4 separate regions of the Sus scrofa genome follow, and regions 2, 3 and 4 are each linked to region 1. The links are chromatin contacts, called in public HiChIP or PLAC-seq and promoter capture Hi-C maps. All regions are on one chromosome and are shown on one strand. Each heading gives the region's core, a stretch centred on a gene start, on an enhancer-like site or on the middle of the called end of the contact. The rest is flanking DNA. Distances are from core to core; before and after follow the strand shown. Region 1 holds the start of CFAP126 (protein Flattop). Region 2 holds the start of PFDN2 (prefoldin subunit 2). Region 3 holds the start of PPOX (protoporphyrinogen oxidase). Region 4 holds the start of NDUFS2 (NADH dehydrogenase [ubiquinone] iron-sulfur protein 2, mitochondrial).

Region 1 (3,471 bases), core at 361-2,860:
GGCCAGGGATCAAACCTACAACCTCATGGTTCCTACTTGGATTGTTTTCACTGCACCCGGATAGAAACTCAGGGAACTCCTGTTTTTTATTCTAGCAGTTGTTTCCCCCTTCCAGTTTTATTGAGATATAATTGACATATAGCATTGTATAAATTTAAGGTGTACAGCATAATGATTGACTTACATCATGATTACCAAAATAAATGTAGTGAACACCCATTATCTCATATAGATATGAAATAAGATTTAAACATATATACACACACACACACACACACACACACACTTTTTTTTTTTTTTCTTTTCTGGCTGCCCCACAGCATATGGAGTTCCCAGTGCGAGGGATCAGATCTGAACTGCAGTTGCCAACTACTCTAGGCTGCAGCTACAGCTGTGGCAACTCCAGATCCTTTAACCCACAGTGCTATAGAGGGGGAATGGAACCTGCATCCTGGCACTGCAGAGATAATATCAATCGCAGTTCACAGCAGGAACCCTTTTTTTATTTTTTATTTTCTATCCCTCCTTTATTTCTCTGCCCCCACCCCTCTCTCCCTCAACCATCTGTTTGTGTTCTCTGTATGAATTTATATTTATATAAATTCATATTTAATTATATTCTATGTGAATTTATATTTTTATCACTTTTATATACTACCTTTTCAAAAACAATCCGTTTGTTTGTTTTGTTTTCTTTTTCAGCTGCATCCCCTGTGTATGGAAGTTCCTGGGCCAGGGATCCAATCTGAGCCGCAGCTGAGATCTACACCACAGATGCGGTAATGCAGGATCTTAACCAGCTGCAGCAGGTCTGGGAATAGAACCCCACATCAGCAGCGATCCAACTCTCTCGCAGAGACAACCCGATCCTTACTCTGCTGCTCCTCAAATGTTTTTACGGTTAAAAAAGAGAGAATTATCGTCATGGCACAGCAGAAAAGAATCCGACTAGGAACCATGAGGTTTCGGATTCAATCCCTGGCCTCGCTCAGTGGGTTAAGGATCGGGCGTTGCCGTGCGCTGTGGTGTAGGTCGCAGACGCAGCTTTGATCCCGAATGGCTGTGGCCCTGGCATAGGCTGGCGGCTACAGCTGCGATTGGACCCCTAGCCTGGGAACCTCCATATGCCGCAGGTGCGGCCCTAAACAAACAAACAAACAAACAAAAAAACATTGAGTAAACAGAAATGAGACGTGTATGTGGCATAATTTTAACTGAAAGTGTCAGAGCAATACAAACTGGAGTGGGGAGACAACTTGGAGCATGGTTGAAAAGAAAGACGCATTATCAAAAGAGCTGTCTAGTTATATAAAGGTGAGATTATAAATTTTCATTACAAAGACAAAACATGGACACATTAATGAAATGATAAAAACGCGCACTTCAAAATTAATTCGTTGCGTGGTGATTTCGCCTTCTTATTCCTGGGAGCGTCCAGGGGGCACCGAACCCCCACTTCCTCCGTTTCCGCAGGCTCCCAGGGCCACCATCGGGGCAGTGACCGAGCGAAAGCAGTTGCGCAGGAACCCCCAGACAGACCTGAAATCTGGGCCCATGGGCCAAGCGCGCTGACGTAGAGCCTGTCTCTAGGACACGAATTCTGCGCAAAGGCCAACTTCAGCGTCTTAACGGTGCAAACAGAGAATCCTAATACAAGGCCTGAAGCCTGGAGAAAAGGCGCGGCAGGCTTTCCCGGAAGTCTGAGGAGGCGGATTAGCCTCCGCCCTCCGACATCCCGCCCCGCGCTCGCCTACTCCGCCCAGCTTCTCGTCCGCGCGCCGCCTTCGATTCTCGCCTGCAAGTGTCGGGCCTTCCCCGTCATCAGGTTTGCGAACGGCCCCGCCCGCTGGTTTGTCTTGGCCACCTCGGTTGGGAACCTTCCCGCAAATCAGGCCTGAGTCAGGACCGGAAGCCTGTGAAGTGCTGATCGGTTCCCGACAGTGAGAGCACGAAGTCACGGTACCCATTTGGTGGGAGGGAAGTGGAGCACCGCCCAAGAAGCCTCCGGTTGGCATCTGGGGCTGGGCACCAGGAGCTGGAAATGACCCGGCCTTACTCCGAGGCGAGTGGTGATCCCATAGATCTGAACACCTCATAGCTCTGTGCGTGTTCCAGCTGGGTCGTGTTCACTCCAGGTCCTGATCTCCTCTCTGATCCTCTCATACCAACTATAGGCGTGCTGTTTAAAAGTGTTCTTATGGATGTGTCAACCAGGAAAACTCTGGTTCAACGGAGTTCAGCAGTTCTCTAATTAAATAGGTTTTGGGGTCTTTAATTTGCTAATATAAAAAAAAATGCTAATATACATTTTTTGGTCTTTTTTAAATTGAAGTGTAGTTGACTTACAATGTTGTGTTAATTTCTGCTACATAGCAAAGTGATTCAGTTATACATAATATAATCTTTCTCATATTCTTTTCCATTATGATTTACTACAAGGATATTGAATATAGTTCCCTGTGCTGTACAGCAAATTCTTGTTGTCTAGTTTATACATAATAAGCTTGTATCTGCTAATTCTATAGTCCTAATTTATCCCTCTACTACCCCCTTTCCACTTTGGTAACCATAAGTTTGGAGGTGTTTGTTTATATTTCTTTGTTTTGGGCATGCCCTCGGCATGCCTGGGTTCCTGATCCAGGATCAAACCTATGCCACAGAAGTGATGAGAGCCACAGCAGTGACAATGCCAAATCCTTAACCTGCTGAGCCACCAGGGAACTCTCCCAAAGTTTGCTTTCTCTGGAAGTTTTTTTCTGTGTTTCATAAATAGTTCATTTGTGTCATATTTGAGATTCCACATATAAATGACATCATATAGTTTTGCCTTTTTCTGACTTACTTCACTTAATACTCTCTAGGTCCATCCATGTTGTTGCAAATGGCATTATTTCATTTTTTTATTTGGCTGAGTAGTAGTCTAGGGTGTATCTATACCACATCTTCTTTGTTAATTCCTTTCCCAGTGGGTATTTAGGTTGCTTCAATCTTGGCTATTGTAAATAGTCCTGCTGTGAAAATTGGGATGCTTGTATCTTTGCAAATTAGAGCTTTCATCTTTTCCAAGTATATGCCCAGGAGTGGGACTGCTGAATTATATGATAGCTCTATTTTTAGTTTTTTAAGAAAGTTAAAAAACTAAACAGCAAAAGCTTTTGGTTGTTAATGAGTTGTATGAGGTGTTTGTGTATTTTGGAAATTAAGCCTTTGTTGGTTGAGTGTTTGCAAATATTTTTTTCTTTCTTTCTTTTTTTTTTTTTTTTTGGTCTTTTTAGGGCTGCACCTGAGGCATATGGAAGTTCCCAGGCTAGGAGCTGAATTGGAGCTGTAGCTACTGGCCTACACCACAGCCACAGCAACGCCAGATCCAAGCCGAATCTGTGAACTACACCACAGCTCACGGCAACACCAGATCCTTAACCCACTGAGCAAGGCCAAGGATCGAACCTGTGTCCTCATGGTTACTAGTCA
Region 2 (3,471 bases), core at 684-3,183, 220 kb after region 1:
TCCTATTCCCCTCCCTCTTGTTTCTCTCCCACCCTCACCCCTTCACAAATCCCACCTTGCCTGCTGGTGTGCTGACCGGAGGCTCAAGACTGGGCCCAGGTATGGTAGAGTTGCTTTCACACATAGGCCCCTGCCCTGGAATCTCAACATCACACAGATGCGTCTTCCTGTAAGTGGCCACTACTGACCCTAGAGTAAGAAGAAGTAAGAGTACTCAGTGCTGGTGCTCTAGAAGACCAGCTTGGTTCCTCTCCTCCCAAGGAGAAGAGAGCTTGTAGGCTAGGAACAGAGGTACAAATGCCCTTAAAACCCTTGCCCAAGGGAACAGTTGAGAAACAAAATTCTGGAGAATCTTAGCTTAGGTAGAAGAGCCTGAGAAGAGGCAGGCTAAAGAGTTACGAGGTCTCACCCGTGTTGTTCAGAATCACATGACAATTGTAGATTTTCTGAGTCTGCTCCCAGTCTTGGCCACGCTCATGGAAACCACCCAAGGACAGCCAGAGTCCACATTCCCTGAGGGGGAGGGGACACTGACAACTCTTCTCAAGTCTCTACCCTCATATCTGGCAATTCCGATATTACCCAAAAAGAAACTACCTCTCCCTCCCCCTTTCCCTGATACCTGGCAAGCTGGGTATATTCTCCCAAAAGTTTCCCACCCAGTGGCTCAGACAGGCGTAGCGTCTCTTCAGGGTCCCTTCCAATGAAGTCAAATGCCTCAGGCAGGAAAGCCAGGCAAGCGCCCAGTCTGGCAGCCTCTCGAACCAGCTCAGCACATGTTTTAAAGTTCTGCTGCTTGTCCGGTGTGGATGTTACCTGGCACACAGCCACGAGGGGCAAGTCCCAGGAGGAAGAGGAAATAGCCATGGATCTGGGTCTGTGAATGGCACAGGCAAGACTCAGATTTCCTAGAGTGGGGAAGCCCGAGTTTAATGATAAGGGGCTTAAAGGGGGAGGCAGGAAAGCTAGACTTCCCTTTAAACCTGCTCTTACAAGGCACAATGATCCATGCAATAAGGACCCACTGATCAAATGTTCTGTGAGTGGCTGGCACCCCAATGTTTCCCAACATCTATTCATTTATTGAGCATCTACTATGTGCCAGGCACTGAGGACACAACAAAACATGTTACCTGGGCTGAGCACAAAGTATTGAGAGTCGAAGTATCCGGAGCCGAGGACCCAAAAGAAGGGACAGGAGCTGGTGAGGAGGCCTGATGATGAAGCCCAGCCTGAAGAAGGTGAGAAATCAGGACACCAACCCCACCATCAAGCAATACATTTCTAAGATCCTTTGGTTTCTCTCTTCATACTGTGAGGCTGAATCTGGGCACCACCGGTAAAAACCCCTAAGTCTTTAAGACACTCGTTAACTATGGTTAATCACGGCTACCGGAAGAGAGCACAAAGTGGGAAAATCGAGGAAAGGGCTCTGCGCAGCATTCGAATATCTCGACTTCCAGTGATCTCACATTAAACTGAAGTCCTTTTTCTCAGCCAAACGTTTCCGCAGTTCAAAAGTCATCCTCGAGATATTTCCTTGATTTTCCCAGCCTCTCTTATTGACTGTGCACCTGCACAGTTTTACTGACTCAAAGCATATTTTCCCCCTTCCACCAGAATCTCTGAGAAGTTCACCCTACCCCACCCCGCCGCCCGTGCCTCACCACCCGCTGTGTGGGCAGAGGGCACTGGCACCCAGATCCCAACCCGCGCCCCGCTCTCCAGTTAACCCATCTGGAGACTCTCTCAGGGGCAGCGTCTCTGTTGCACAAGATAAAGCACCACAGGTGTAATTCACCGCGGCGGGCGGGCTAGGTAGCAGGTCCTACATGAAGGCACGGCCAAAACCATTAACAGGATCCGAACCGAACAGGGGCCTGGAAGAAGAGGAGCCTGGCGCCGGGGGCGAGTGGGCGGTAACTCCGAGACCGGACGTGACGCAAGGCGGGGGCCGAGCTGCGCAGGCCGGAAGCTCAGCAGGCGGTGAAGATGGCGGAGAGCAGCAGTCGCGCCGGCAAGAGCAGCGGGAGCGGCGCGGGGAAGGGGGCGGTGTCAGCCGAGCAGGTGAGGAGCTGGGAATGCGAAGGAGGGCAACCCGGCCGGGTCCGGAGTCGATGCGAGAAGAGGGGAGAAGCCTATGGTTGGTGTACGCCTTTACTATAGTCGCACATTTGCGTGGCCACCCAGAGAGGGGAAGGTCCTTGTAGAAGCTAGCCGAGCCCTTGGGGAGAGATAGGCGGATTGGTAGGTGAAAGCCACGCCCCCTTGGGGGTGTTGGGTGAGCCGAGGGGTGGGAGGGAGGAAGCTCTAGGGAAGCAGAGTCTGGGAGGTTGCACAGGTCTGAGGGAAGAAGGGTGGTCACTTTCCCCACTTTGCCTCCGCACTCTCAAACAGGCTGTGGGTGAGCAAGGCCAGTTCATAAGGAATCCCAGGGAGTTAGTCAACGGGTTGATTGTGTAGTCTGTTACGTGACCCTGAAACCACGTTTAAAACCGTCGTCACTCCGCAGAGCCACGTGACTCACATACGCGAATAGTCTAGTGTTCCATACTATTTTGATTCGGGAGTCATTATTGCACTGAATTTATTTAGAGACCAGAAATCCTTTACTAATCCGAGCTTACATTTCCCCAGTGCCTAGCATCCGGAAACGATTGAAAAATAATCAGAAAGCCCTTTGTTGCTTGGGAATCATGATTTACTAATAGTGGATCTAGTGTTTACTTGGAGTGGGAAGAAATCTGCGTAACAGAAAGGAAAACGTAGTTAAAACAACAGCTTTTTTGGTTATAGGTTCATTTATCAGTTATTTGTTAAACAGTTACTGTAGCAGAGGTATCTGCATAAAGATTTTAAAAATTGACCCGTGCAATCAGAGTTCATAGTCTGGAGGGGAAAATGCTAGTATGAGGTAGAAGAGAGATATACAGCCCTATGGGATTTGGGGGAAGGGGGAAGAGAAAATTCCTCTTAGGGGGAAAAAGGCAAGGGAGAAGGAACCTAATACTTTTTGAGGGTCTGCCGTGTGTTAGACATTCTGCTGGGTATGGGGAAACATAAATGAAATACGGCCTTGTAACCTTGTTTTCAGGTTAGCTCACAGACTCATTTGCAAAAAGAAACCAAACATTAAGCTTTACAGTGTTCTTCACAGGGCTTTTTCTTCTTTTTTAAAATTATAGTTGATTTACAATGTTTTACCAGTTTCTGCTGCACAGCAAAGTGACTCAGTGGTACCTATAGGTACATTCTTTTTAAAAATATTATTTTCCATCATGGTCTATCCCAGGAGATTGCATATATCCATTCTAAATGTAATAGTTTGCATATACTAACCCCAAGCTGCCAGTCTATCCCACTCCCTCCCCTCTCCCCCTTGGCAACCACAGGTCTGTTCTCTGTGTCCTCACTGGGCCTTCTGCTAGAGGAGGGACCCCTAACTAACTAAGCAGGAGATTGAGATTGGGG
Region 3 (3,471 bases), core at 619-3,118, 180 kb after region 1:
AAGGGAGGTGAACGGCAGAATAGCCCCCTGCATGGAGAAGCCATAGTGAAAAGCAAGCTCTGATTTACCACCCCAGCTCCAGAAGGTCATTTCCATTCCTTTGGTCCCTTTAGCTGGGAGGGCTGACAGTCTGGGAGGTGAGGAAATGGACGAGATGTGAGGTTTGGGGCGGGGGGAAGTAGAAGGAGGGCAGTAAGGAGGTGGTAGTGTTACCTGAAGCCAGAGGGCAGGGGATGCAGGGCACCATCTACATACAGGAACCTGTTCTTGGAAGCTGGATGGTCTCCCCGGACAGGTAACACTTCTGAGTCCAAACCAAGCTCAGAAACCTGCTCTCCACATGATCCCAAGAAGAGAAGAAACTAGGGAAATGACTGACCACCAAAGCTACTTCCTTCCCTTGACACTACGCTCTAGTGAAGGCCCCTCCACAGCCTCTCCTAGGCGTTCCACAAGCCGCTCACCATGAGCAGGGTCCGGGCTCCCAGGGCTCCAGCAGGCCGAATTCCTCGAGGTCCAAGTTCAAAAACAGCACCATCTGGCCCTCGTATTGAGCGGATCCAGCCGCCTAGGCGCTCGCTGCCCTCCACCAAGACCACCTGGGGACAAATCAGAAACACACTGCAGCGGGGTAAAGGATCAGGAGGCGAAAGGGTCAGCGCATTACCTCGTGCTGGAAATGGGAGAGGAATATTAAAGGAAGCTCCCTCCGGGTCGGTGGAGGCACTCACCTTGGGGGGACAAGGGGCCCGGCTCAGATGGTAACTGGCGGCCAGGCCGCTGATGCCTCCACCCAGCACGACCACGGTCCGGCCCATGGGGAAGCCTAGGGTAGAGAAGGCGATATGGACAGGCTGACCAGAAGCACCCTGTTCTCCAGACACCCTGCGGGTTCCGCATTCCATCCTCGGCCATTCATTGCTTTAGGGGAAACTAAGGGCTCGGGGATGGGGTGGTGGAACTGTGAGGTCCCCGCCCAGGGCCTCGGACTCACCCACGAGAGGGACAAGAAAAATGAGGGGAGGAGGAGGTAGAGGTCTCAAGACATCACCCAGCCGGCTCCGCGGGGAAGTGGATAAGGGCCACACCCACGCTATCTGCCAGCACAGGGCTGGGGGCACCGACTGGCCGCCAGGGCTAAGAAGCGCGTTTTCTCTCCCACCCCTCGCTAGGCCTAGTGTTTTCAGTCCGCGGCCTCCGCCCCCAAGATTTTCGGTCTCTCCGACTCTCCGTCCACACTATTCTCGCGGCACGATCCTAACCTTACCTTTCCTGCTCCCGGATTGGTGGGTTCTGGAAGGCCCCGGATCACATTCACCAATGAAAACACTGAACCGGCAGCGACTCCTCCTCCCTCAGAGGCGGTGGGGCAACCCTTGTAGAAGGCCGGGGAGCTGGAGGTTAACCGGTTCGGTGCCAGGTTGGAGAGAGCGGCCATATTCGGTACTGCCCTCCCCTCAGGGCTGGAGCGGCAAGAGCAGAATCCTGGTTAACATTCCCCAGCTCAAGTTTGCCAGGTCCAGCTAGGGTTGGAACCCTGGAGGAAGGTCCTCATGAGTCTTGGTTGTAGGGAGAGTAGACAGGGACACTGGAGGCTGGTCCCCGGGGAGGTGGCTCCATAAACAGCTCCTTGATGTTAGCAACAGCCTGGGCCTACGGGAGCTAGGGCGCCCCGGCAACGTACCGTGTTTGTCAACAGGGGTCCTTGGGTGCTTTGCTCTCGCGGGGCAGGCCCCTACGCCGGCAAACCCCGTCGACCCAGTGCCTGCACTCTGGATCCAGGCCTCCCTGCAGCCTTCATTTCCTCCCAATGTAAACCTTCACCGCTTTGGCAAACTTGGGCATCAACGCGTCCCGATCCTGCATCCCCATCCCCACCCTCAGCCTCACGGCTCCGAGCGCCCCCCATCGTTTAGAAAGGGAACTGAGTGCCAGGAAAACTACCCATTCGGCCCAGTTCTATATCTCCACTCGCTAGGCACAAATACAAAGAACATCATTTTTTTTCTTAATAAATTTATTCACAAAAAAGTGAGACTGCAGAGGGTGTGGGGACTGTACACGGGCAGGGCCTAGGGAGCTCTGTACATGGGGCTGGGAGACAAGGGAGCCTCCAGGTGGAAGGGTACTTTTTAATAAAAAAAATAATAGGAGGTACAACCACCCCCTCCCCCCTCCCCGATTAAAAAGACACAAAAATAGACGTCTCTGAGGTAAATGGGGAGCCTGGGGCTTAAGGGTGTTGAAAGGATTTCACAGGTGCCAGGGATTAAAAGGGAGGTCACAGGCACCGGGGTGGCTCCTGCATCAGTTGGTAGAACAGCACGTAGCCCTCACTGGATGCCACCTGGTTTTCACTGACAGGGGAGACACTAGGAAGAAGGGAGATGGGGAAGGAGGTGTGATCTTTCCTGTATAGACCCTCCTCCCCACAAGATCAACATCACAGTATCCGGGTGGTGCCTAGGAAAGACACCGCCCCCACACCCCCAATCCCACATCTCCTTTCAGTAGGCACTGTCTCCTGGGGCTTCTTCATACTGGGGAAAGGTGTCAAGGCTGCAGCAGGAATGGGGCAAGGCTGTTCTCACCGAGAGTCATTGTAGACATGCCAACCAGTCTGGCACCGGCACAGGGCTGTGTAGTGGCCATAGTGGACGCTGCCCGAGTGGTTGCAAAGGGCATACAGCTGATATATGGGGCTTCCTTCAGGGTTAGAGATGACCAAATTCTATAGTTAGAGCTGTGCCCTGCTCCGCCATTCTCTCCCTCCCCTTCATGGAACTCCTCAGGACCCTCCTTCCCAGACTCACCGGCTTTGTCACTGGCAAAGTCCCCTAGGCTCAGTCGCTGCAGTGGGAAGTCTACACCTACTGAACTTTTCTTAATGGAGCCTCGGGAGGCAGAAAATCGATTAAGATCTAAGTTCTGGTTAAGGAGAATTTGGGAGGCAGAGGGCCTCTGAGGGGGCTGGGGAACTGAATGTTGTCTACTCCCCTCCCTGAACACACACTGGGAGCACAGGAGGGAAAGATGGAGTGGCAGCCTTTTCCTAAGGCAAACCGAATCCCCAAATGTCCAGCCTCTGCAAACTTGGAGAATGAGGAAAAAGAATGAATGGGAGAAATAAGAATTTGAAGATTAGGATACGGAGCACGAGGATTCGGGGGAATCTTTGTACTGTCAACTTTTTAGTACTTCGTGTTTTCTGCCGACATCGGTCACACACCTGAATAAATGTCAAATAATGTTATAAGGTTAATGTGCTCCTCACCTCCGTTGTCTTTTCCAATACCCTGACTCACATAAATTTACTGTGCTCCCTATTACTTCTGTGTTCTCTGGGCCACTGCCCTTTGCCCTGACAGATCAGGACATATCTGAAAAATACTCCTACACAAATCTTTACATATAAGTGTTACTCCTCATACTAAGGCATCATGCAACCCCTTTTACCCACATGGAGCCTCC
Region 4 (3,471 bases), core at 428-2,927, 150 kb after region 1:
TAGGAGAATGGAGGAGTCACTGATCAAAATTTAAAATCACAGGAGTTCCTGTTGTGGCTCAGAGTGTTAAAAACCCAACATGGTGTCCATGAGGATGCAGGTTCAATCCCTGGCCTCCCTCCTTGGGTTAAGGATCCAGCATTGCCACAAGCTGCTGAAACCCGCAGCATAGGTCGCAGATGCATCTTGGATCCTGTGTTGCTGTGGCTGCAGCTGATTCGAACCCTAGCCCAGGAACTTCCATATAAGGAAAAAAAAAATCATGAGGAAGAGCTAGTTTTGATGGGGAAAAATGTATTGTATTCCGTCGGGTTCCATTTGGGTGCCAGTGGGAAAATCACCTTGTCTAGAGGGAGGTGTCTAGGGGAGACTGAACCTCTGGAAAAAGGTGAAGCTAAAGATACAGATTTGGTAGGAACCTTCAAGGGTTTGATGGGACCTATTTGTTCTTTTCTCCTGAAATGTCATATTTGACAAATAACTTCTATTATCACTCTTACCATGTTTGCTGAGTTGCGAGGTTAAAGTAAAAAGGACTGGGGCTAAAATTTGCCTAAAACAGAGCTCAAAAGCACTTACGCGTCAGCTTGGGGACAGAGAGGGGTATGGGTTGAGACTGTGGCTCTGGGCACTTACCATTCCAAGGTGGAGGTTTCCAGTGGGCTGTTTCCTTAGTGGGGTACATGACAGCTCCCCCAAACTGCTCTGCCCATTCCACATCTGGCTGCCATTGCCGAGCCCCTCTGGAGAGGTAATAACAGATCCTAGACAAAGGGCCTGACAGGTGCTTGGTTCCTCTGTTCCCATCACTTTCAAGTGGGCCCAGGGAAGGGTGTCTTGGATTCTTCAATGCCAAGTCACTGGCAAAGAGTTATGTAGCTTTGGCAGAGCAAGCTGGAACTCCAGAGATTCTACTCTTACTAAAAACTTATTCCCAGAATCACTTCACCCATAATCCCTGTGCATGCAAAGTTAGGGTTCCCAGCTCCTTTAAATTCTGGCCATATTCATATTCCCATCCTGGTAAAAATGGTGTTTATTCAAGGTCAACCAAAGAGTAGGAATAGAAAGGGGGGTAGGGCATGCTGGCTCCTTGGCTCTGTTCAAGTATGGTGAGAGTGATGCACTGGTGCCAACCCGCGGTTCTTGGTTTATGCTACTCCTTTAAGACCATCAGAGGTGCTTTCCTCTTCTTCCACAGCACCTAAGGAGCCTTCTCACCAGTCGCAGCCCACCCCTGATGGGGTTTGCGAAAAGCAGTAGCACAAAAAGGGGAGAGTGACATTATCACTAACGCTGAAGGGCAGAGTCTCCCTCCAACTGATTTCACTCCTGGCACACGGAGCTCAAGACTCTCTTTCCTCCCTCGGACAGAACAGGTGCCGCTGGATCCTGGAGCCCGAGAGAGCAGGCCTGGGCGAAGGGTCACGGGCCTGGGTCATTCTTTCCTAAGGGGTCACAGGGCCCGCGGACTCCCCAAACTCGGGAAACCCTAGCCCTGGGGACGGCGTATCGAGGGCTTCCCTTGGTCTCACCTGCTAGGCTGAATCGGTAGTCGGGCCCCAGCCCCGGGCCGCAGCACCTGGGCCGCGACGCCCCGGAGGCTGCACAGTGCTCTGAGCGCCGCCATCTTGCCCCGCCACAGACTGCGGAAAGGAGAACCGGGCGGAAGTGCTTCGCGCGCGCCTCCTCGTGGGCTTCTCGCCCATTCGCACAACGCAGCGGCCCTCTTGGAAGCTGGCGGGGTCGCAGGACAGCCAACCTGAGGACATCCGGGTTCTGCACCTGGGCTTCATTTTCGCCTAAATACCCATGGCTGAGGACGATGCTTTCCACCTCTCCTGACTGGCCCTTCTAAGTTCCAGCCGCGGGCTATAGCTCCCTCTATGCTCCCTCGCCAATCTGTCTGCGCGCCTCGGAAAGTGCCCTACCTCCCTCCCGGGGCTGGGCACACACTCTCTTAGGGGCTCTTACCCTCTCCCCTCCTGGGCTGCCTAGCTGCTGTAGCCCTACCCTTCTGGGGTTGCTCCAGGCTTTGCCAATTCCCTCCCTAGCCCCGAATCCAAAGGACTTGGAGCAAAAAAAGCCAGCCAATTTCCAGATGGCCTAAATGGGTTAGGGGAAAGGGGCTCCAGTAGGGCTGGGCGGGTCTGAGAGCTCTGGCCAAACCAAAATGAAAAAAGAGTAGGACGCCAAGGCCACTAGCATTGGAATGGGCTGCTGGAGTGTGTAGGAGCCACCTCACCCCAGCTGAGGAGGGGAGGTCCCTTATGGGTGATCCTGACATCTGCAGGGCTTCCAGAAGCTCCAGAATTACAGACCCAGGAAGTGCCCTTAGCGATGCCTCATACCTGACTTCTATCCCAGTCAGACTCTTTTACCTCACATCTTTCTGACTCAGTCTCAGTCCTGGCCAAGAGCATAGAAAAGTAGTACCACCAGCAGTCTGATCCCAATTCTATGTGGAAGAGACAAAGAAGAGTTTTCCAACTTTGGAGCAGGTTCCTGTTCTTTCTGCTTCCAAAGCCAGCTCCGGCTGGGCCACCCATTGAGTTCTGCACATCCCTCCCACTTGGGGCCTGGAAAGAGGCCTTCCCGAGATCTCCCCGAGACAGCGTCCCTGGGCCACAGCCCACCAGCAGTGCAGCAGTGTAGCAGGGTGAGGCAAACAGGCCAGGAGAATGGCAGAGACAGGGAATTCTTAGCTACACGGAAAGGGGAAAGCCAGACTTCCAGCCTGGGAGTTGACCTAATGGGAACTGTACCAAAGGGTGGGGCCATATCCCTGGCTGTGAGAACTGACTGGGACCTGGGCAGACTGGCAGACCCCATAGAGCCAGGCAGAGGCTCTTCGTCTCTGCCTCCCTCATTCCCCACCCTCTCCCTGGGCCTTCTTTCCCTATATAGCTAAAACAATGAATGTGGTGATCGTGAGAGAGGACAATGTGGGGGACTGCATTTATTTGCCCTAATCCAGCCTAGAAGTCAGGGTAGACTCTGGGCTGCTCGGCCCTGGGGGCAACTGGAGTTGGAACTAGGGTGAGGGATCCTGGGGCGGGGGGGCTGCCTAGGACACTGCATCTTTTGTGCCTGTTCCCTGCTGCCAATACCCCCCACACACACTGCTGCTATGACTCTAAGGCCCTTTGTCTCTCACTGCTTAGTCACCCCCTTTGTCCTCATTTCAGATCGGGGGGGTGGGGTGGAAAGGGGCAGTAAGAGTCCTCTGGTGATAGCTCCTCTTGCCCCTGCCCCTTCTGGTCTCCCATCCTTTGTCTGACTCCTACAGCACCAACCCCCTCCACTGAGGACCAAGGTCAGGGCACGTAGCAGGTCAAGAAGTGGATCTGGCAGTCAGAAAGGGGTGGGTGATACAGGAATTGATGGGCACCAGGGCAGGTATTAGAGACTTGAACAGGAAGGGAGTAGATAAGGAAGTATTCTGGCGGATGTGATGTGGTAGACAGGAGG

What was found. Promoter capture Hi-C pulls out the DNA fragments that hold promoters and counts their contacts. HiChIP or PLAC-seq counts read pairs in DNA pulled down with a chosen protein or histone mark.
Region 2: an H3K27ac HiChIP or PLAC-seq map of alveolar macrophages shows a contact between it and region 1. The contact joins the promoter of PFDN2 here to the promoter of CFAP126 in region 1. A contact is called at or near these places in 1 of 47 Hi-C or Micro-C datasets (mesenteric adipose tissue) and 2 of 2 datasets of contacts at active chromatin or transcription factors (alveolar macrophages and skeletal muscle).
Region 3: a contact with region 1 is called in an H3K27ac HiChIP or PLAC-seq map of alveolar macrophages. The contact joins the promoter of PPOX here to the promoter of CFAP126 in region 1. A contact is called at or near these places in 1 of 47 Hi-C or Micro-C datasets (liver) and 2 of 2 datasets of contacts at active chromatin or transcription factors (alveolar macrophages and skeletal muscle).
Region 4: a promoter capture Hi-C map of liver shows a contact between it and region 1, with 5 times the contacts expected there. The contact joins the promoter of NDUFS2 here to the promoter of CFAP126 in region 1. A contact is called at or near these places in 3 of 5 promoter capture datasets (fetal skeletal muscle and liver), 1 of 47 Hi-C or Micro-C datasets (embryonic fibroblasts) and 2 of 2 datasets of contacts at active chromatin or transcription factors (alveolar macrophages and skeletal muscle).

What each region holds. Positions count from the first base shown.
Region 1 is chr4:89,106,438-89,109,908 of Sscrofa11.1, forward strand. It overlaps CFAP126 (protein Flattop), which reads left to right and starts at 1,611. Exons shown (of 7, transcript XR_001308305.2): 1 at 1,611-1,825.
Region 2 is chr4:89,324,848-89,328,318 of Sscrofa11.1, forward strand. It overlaps PFDN2 (prefoldin subunit 2), which reads left to right and starts at 1,934. Exons shown (of 4, transcript XM_001927323.6): 1 at 1,934-2,067. The coding sequence starts at 1,993. It overlaps NIT1 (nitrilase homolog 1), which reads right to left and starts at 2,210. Exons shown (of 7, transcript XM_005663174.3): 1 at 1,870-2,210; 2 at 1,134-1,232; 3 at 623-877; 4 at 410-513; 5 at 56-189. The coding sequence starts at 867.
Region 3 is chr4:89,287,057-89,290,527 of Sscrofa11.1, forward strand. PPOX (protoporphyrinogen oxidase) reads right to left here and starts at 1,869. Exons shown (of 13, transcript XR_002343378.1): 1 at 1,268-1,869; 2 at 732-826; 3 at 465-599; 4 at 214-329; 5 at 1-27. It overlaps USP21 (ubiquitin carboxyl-terminal hydrolase 21), which reads right to left. Exons shown (of 13, transcript XM_001927782.6): 10 at 3,151-3,229; 11 at 2,814-2,921; 12 at 2,592-2,706; 13 at 2,000-2,372. The coding sequence ends at 2,282.
Region 4 is chr4:89,255,413-89,258,883 of Sscrofa11.1, forward strand. It overlaps NDUFS2 (NADH dehydrogenase [ubiquinone] iron-sulfur protein 2, mitochondrial), which reads right to left and starts at 1,678. Exons shown (of 14, transcript XM_005663166.3): 1 at 1,536-1,678; 2 at 637-743. The coding sequence starts at 1,630.